Regions from separate parts of the Zea mays genome. Here region 1 is linked to region 2. The links are chromatin contacts, called in public Hi-C maps. All regions are on one chromosome and are shown on one strand. The core of a region is the stretch at or near the end of the contact, and the rest is flanking DNA. Distances in the headings are between cores, read along the strand shown.

Region 1 (2,700 bases), core at 162-2,661, 260 kb after region 2:
TTGTGCTATTGAGTGTTGCAACCTCTTGTGTTCTTGATTTGAGCTTTTGCATTCTCACTCGCATTCTCATTCTCTTGATTGTAAAGCGAGACAAGAGACTCTCAATACTTTGTATAGAAATCCTTGCGGGACTTAGTGTCACTGTGATAGTGAAGCAAGCTCAACCGATCTCTGTGACCATTTGAGAGAGGGAAATAGTTGAAAGAAACTTGTCCTTAGTGGACTCCTCAATGGGGATGTAAACTCTTTGGAGTTGAACCTCGGGAAACAAATCGCTGTAACTTTGTGTTGATCACTCTTGGCGATTTGATTCTTCCTCTCCCTCTCTCTAGTTCTCTTGCTTGTAATTATTTTAAGTTGGGTCCCAAAATTATCCGCATTGATTAAGCAACTCATAGCAAGAACTTATCTACTGCACTCCGATTTCATTAATATTCGTTCTAACCCTAACATCGGGAAAATTTTGTGTTCAAAGTTTATAATTTTCAGGTTTCGGCTATTCACCCCTTAAGGCGACTCTCAGCTATATATACCCCTTTGCTAGTCATTTGAGAGGTGTGGGGTTTGAGGAACATATTTAGTGAGTTAAGACTCATTCATATTAGCACTAGATATCTAAGTGCTTAAAGAATCACTCGGTTATTAGTATATGTACTTTGTGGATTTCCTATGTTAGTTAGACCACTACTTATACTGCTTGCTCTAGGTTTAGGTCTAGTATTTAGTGAGGTTTGCATACGTTAAATCAAGGTCTCGACCAAATCAAATATATAAATCAAATATACATGGAACCTCTCTAAATTCTCATGTCTCCTTGCATATTTACTATTAGTTCTGGGTCTTGTAATGTATCCCGTAAATTGAGTGTCGAAATAATCCTCGACAACGATATTCTATTTTTTTACATAGAGTCAATTAAAGAAAGATGAATTGATCACTATTTAGTTTTTTTATTGAATGACCACCGTATATGTACACTGTAACATTAAATTTCTAGAATTACTCGACAAGTGCCACACGATATTTTTTCTTTTCTTTTATTATTAGTCTCTCCTTTTGAAAATCTTACAATGCGTGAGATATTCCACCAGATACCGAAACAAAGTCAACCTACTATTCAAAACCATGCATTCCATCAAGAGAGAACAAGCCACCTTTCAAACATACACAGCATGACAACATTGAAAGCGTGCTTTGAAATATGTGGCTAAGCATGACAACGTTGAAAGTCATTAACAACAGCAAATCGCCGAGCAAGATGTCCCTTACATAAAACTAATCGCACCACGAAATTAAGAAGAGAAATGAATAAATGTAGAAAAAGAAAAGCCAGTCAAACCCAACCACCTCAGCTCAGCATCGAGGTCGCCTTCCCCTCCTCCAGTTGTCCCCAGAAACCGTGTCCCCTACTCTCTCTCTCTCTCTCTATCTCTCTTCTCCCCTCGATCAACAGCAACAGCGGCGGTCAGAAGCTTCCGTCGCGACAGCTCCCGACCTCCTGCCGGTCTTCCCCTCTCCTAGTCGGCGCGAATCCCGAGGCGGAGGAGGAAGAGGGGAGCGGAGTGGGGGTGGGCCCCATCAGCCATGAGTCTCACGGGGTCCGCCCTGGAGGCGGCGCTACAGGCGGTGGGGCGCGGCCTCGACGCAGCTGGAGACCACCGGCTGCTCTACTGCAAGGGAGGTGGAAGGCTCGTCGCGCTCGAGGAGGACCGTGCGCGGGACCTCCCGCTCCCCGACGGCGGCGTCCTCCCGAGCGTGCCCCCCGATGTCGAGGTCGAGCAGTGCCGCAGAGACCCCGAGCGCATCCGCCCCTTCCCCTCTGGCCCAAGCTCTGCCGCAGCGGATGGGCCCTTTGTCTGCAGCTTCGATAAGGTGAGCTCGGTTGCTTCGTCCCGACTGGAAACTTCCCATCCGATGGTGTGCCGCGTTCTGTTCTGTTTGCTCTGCACTTGTGATGCGAATCCTAGTCGATATCCTATGCTCCGCGGCCGTTTACTTCGTGTTATGTGACTCTGGTGCCCTTGTTGACAGATGGCTGAGTATTTCAACAGGAAGTCATGCTTGTCCGAGACAGTACCGCTGGGTTCCTTCAACTCTCTGTTCAGCTTCACCGGTTCATGGAAGAATGATGCTGCGGCTACGAAGGCCCTTGCGATTGATGGCTATTCTCTGCCTCTGTTTCGAGTGAAAATTAGGAGTTCTGAACTGACGCTGCTTGAGAGCGTTAAGCACGCGATCCCAAATGTTTGGGATCCATCAGCATTGGCTAGGTCAGTAGGTAATCTTCTTATTTGATACTGTTATCAGGATCCATTTCTGATCAGTCCCATTCTGTACAACTCTTAGCCTAGTACTTTACACACCCTATTATCTGAAGCCTGAAGGTCTTGTTTCACTTGTCTGCAGCTTTATTGAGAATTACGGTACCCATATTATTATTTCTGTTACGGTTGGTGGTAAGGACGAAGTATACATTAAGCAGCATTCATCGTCCCAATTGTCAGGGTTAGAGTTCAAAAATTATGTGAGGGAAATTGGGAGGGAAAGATTCTCAGATGTGGAAAACAAGTCAAATGCAACTCCTATCAATTACAGCGAGAAGGTTAGCAAACTCCTTACTGCTTTCTTTATCTAAGTTCACTAGAGGTGTTTTGGCTACATTATTTGGTTTGCCTGAATTGTTATACAACTGTTTGTTTA
Region 2 (2,700 bases), core at 23-2,522:
GCATGGCTAGTTGTTGTTTAAATACGTTTACAATGTTCTTAAATCTTAAAACCATGGTATTTTTGGAAGTAATCAAAACTACTGTATTATACTATTGTATTGTAAAATCATGATTTTAAGAAACATGATTAGCAAAAGAGACGGTGAAAACCACACAGACGGAACGCCCCTTGGAGTCTTGATTTCTGATCTAGTACACGGTACAGAGCACCAAAGCTCCTATAACCCCAAGCACAGAGCCGATGATCGCTCCGTCGTCCAAACGTGACGCACCCGCCGTCGGTGGTGGAGCGTGCGCGTTGTCGGGCGCCGAGGCCCACACCGGTGAAGGCGCCGGCGGGAACGCCGAATCGGGTACCGGTGAAGCCGCCGGCGGGAACGCCGCGTCGGGTGCCGGTGCCGCCGGCGTCGTCGACCGGCGAACCGCCATCACGATTATGTACAGCTTCTGGCCCTTTTGGCACCGTTCCTCGTCGCTGCTGATGAAGAAGAACGGGCCGGACCGGTCGAGCTTGAACACCGAACGCTCCGAACTGCCGCTGCTGCCGACGGCCTGGAGCCGCCGGACCGGGTTGCGCGTGTTGCACGTGTCGAAGTCCTGCTCCGTCACCAGCAGCACAGAGTCGACGCCCTCCTCGTGCGTGAACACTGCGAGCCAGGAGGAAGGCGCACGTACGTCACATGCATGCTACGAGCTCAACCAGTTCATCGGGTTGTGCGGCATTCGTGAGGGCAAAACGAGGAGAGATGGCGAAGCCAGTTACCGATGGTGTCGTTCACTTGGAACCGGCTGCGCCCGGCCCAATGGTTGTAGCTCTCGGTGGGGTCAAGGACCCAGCCGTCGCGGCCACCGGCGTAGAAGACGTGAGCCTCCGACGAGGAAACCACGGCCGCCAAGCCGACGGCGATCGCCAGCCAGGCCGGCACCGGTGACCACACCTCAGAAGCCCCCATTATCGCCGTCTCTGGACCGGCCGGCAAGTCCTGGGGATGCGATGCAATTGGGAAGAGGTGGCCGGTCGAGGGATGGTATGTACTGCTGCAAAGAGGAACTGGTGGTTTATATAGGCGCACGGCGCACGGCGCGCGGCGAAGTGATACGGTTGCTGACCTCGGCAGGCACAGGTGGAGGCCGCGGAGAGATGCATACCGATGAGTCGATGGCTCTGCACGAACCAGCGAAAGAGAGCACCGCTTTGCGTTGCGGTGCGGGCTGGGTTGATCGACATCTCAATCTTCTTCCTTGGGTCTTCGGTGATCAATGTCATGTACGCCTGCGGGCCTGCGGCGGCCGGCAGCCCGACATATCTGCAGACGCGCGCACCCGAGGAAGCCACTTTCGTTTGTATACCACCATATCTATATCTATAGATAATAGACTGTAGGGGATCAGGTCTATTTTCTCAATATATCTATAAGATCCATTTTCTTTTATGTGTGGAATTAATGCACGTCCTAGGGTGTGTCTATATCTCGAAAAGAAAACCATTACATATTAATGCTTTGTTTGTTGTTCAATGTGTCGTTTTGCTAAGAAAATGCCACATTTCACTGCAGGATCATAGTTCAGGAAAGTCAACATGCAAAAAAAAATCTACATAGAGAAACTAGCACTGAAGTCCCAGTGGTGAGCGGCAGCCAGAAATTTCTCGTTCGTATTCAGTTGTTCAAGCTAAAGTCTTAACATATATTAGTGTGTAAATATCCATCCTCTGTCTATATCTAATATCCTAAAATATATTAGCCTATCTTTTTTATCCACATTCAATAAATATAGACATTTATGTAACCTACATTCATATGTTACTTAATTAATAGATATGAATATATGATTAGTCTAAAACGAATTATATTTTAGACCGGAGGGAATAGTAAAGAGCTAAAGGTCTAGTCTATTTTTTTATCCACCACCCCTAACTAATTTCATAAGTATAGATATATGCACAATTTAGACACAGGTTTGATTTTGAACTAACATGTACATAGCTACAGGAATCCTAATCTAAATAGATCACTTTCAAATTCTCAATCCTGATCTATCCTCAAAGTATATCCGCAATCTCTTGGTCTGTCCGTCAAATTTTCTTATCTAGTCATACTGGGCGTCAAATTTTCTGTCCGCAATTTCTGGTTGAGAATAATGGGGTTTGATCGAAAGTCACAGATTAGAGGATATGAAAGTGATAGATGTATCCCTTTCCAACCTGACGATCAAATTCAAGTTGCAGTAGTGCTGGACAAGATGCAATAGTATTCCCAGATTCAAGTTGCAGCAGTGCTGGAGAAAATGCAATAGTATTGGACTGGATGCAGTAGTGCTAGAGAGCGACTGTGCCATTCCAAGAGTAGTGATGTTGCTAAAACCAATATAGTCAAAAGTATGAATATTAAGTGGCTTCGTGTTGTGGCTATACTTTTAAGATATTATGATGGAACTTTTGAGCATATGGTTGCACATTTAAGCTTGTGCGTTATATTTTCCTTAATAGTACGACCTTTTCTATACTCAAATTCAAGATATTAAATAAATTTAAAGATCCTTGAGTCAATTCTCGTGTCCTTTTAGTAATTTGGGGCTCCATCATATTGTATATTATCTCTTTTTTTGACCTGCTAGTTAACTCAATAGATCTCATTAGTTATGTAATTGCACGCCATTACCACTAAAACCCATATTTAGAGTTTGATTGCACTTACATC

Evidence for each region. A called contact is a pair of places that touch in the nucleus more often than the background predicts.
Region 1: a contact with region 2 is called in a Hi-C map of ear, with 2.3 times the contacts expected there. The contact joins the promoter of LOC100381712 here to the promoter of LOC100280687 in region 2. A contact is called at or near these places in 2 of 25 Hi-C or Micro-C datasets (ear and leaf).

Annotation. Positions count from the first base shown.
Region 1 is chr3:202,846,825-202,849,524 of Zm-B73-REFERENCE-NAM-5.0, forward strand. LOC100381712 reads left to right here and starts at 1,412. Exons shown (of 6, transcript NM_001361525.1): 1 at 1,412-1,872; 2 at 2,032-2,270; 3 at 2,407-2,602. The coding sequence starts at 1,585.
Region 2 is chr3:202,584,806-202,587,505 of Zm-B73-REFERENCE-NAM-5.0, forward strand. LOC100280687 (early nodulin-like protein 3) reads right to left here and starts at 1,273. Exons shown (of 2, transcript NM_001153606.2): 1 at 765-1,273; 2 at 76-648. The coding sequence starts at 954. The coding sequence ends at 191.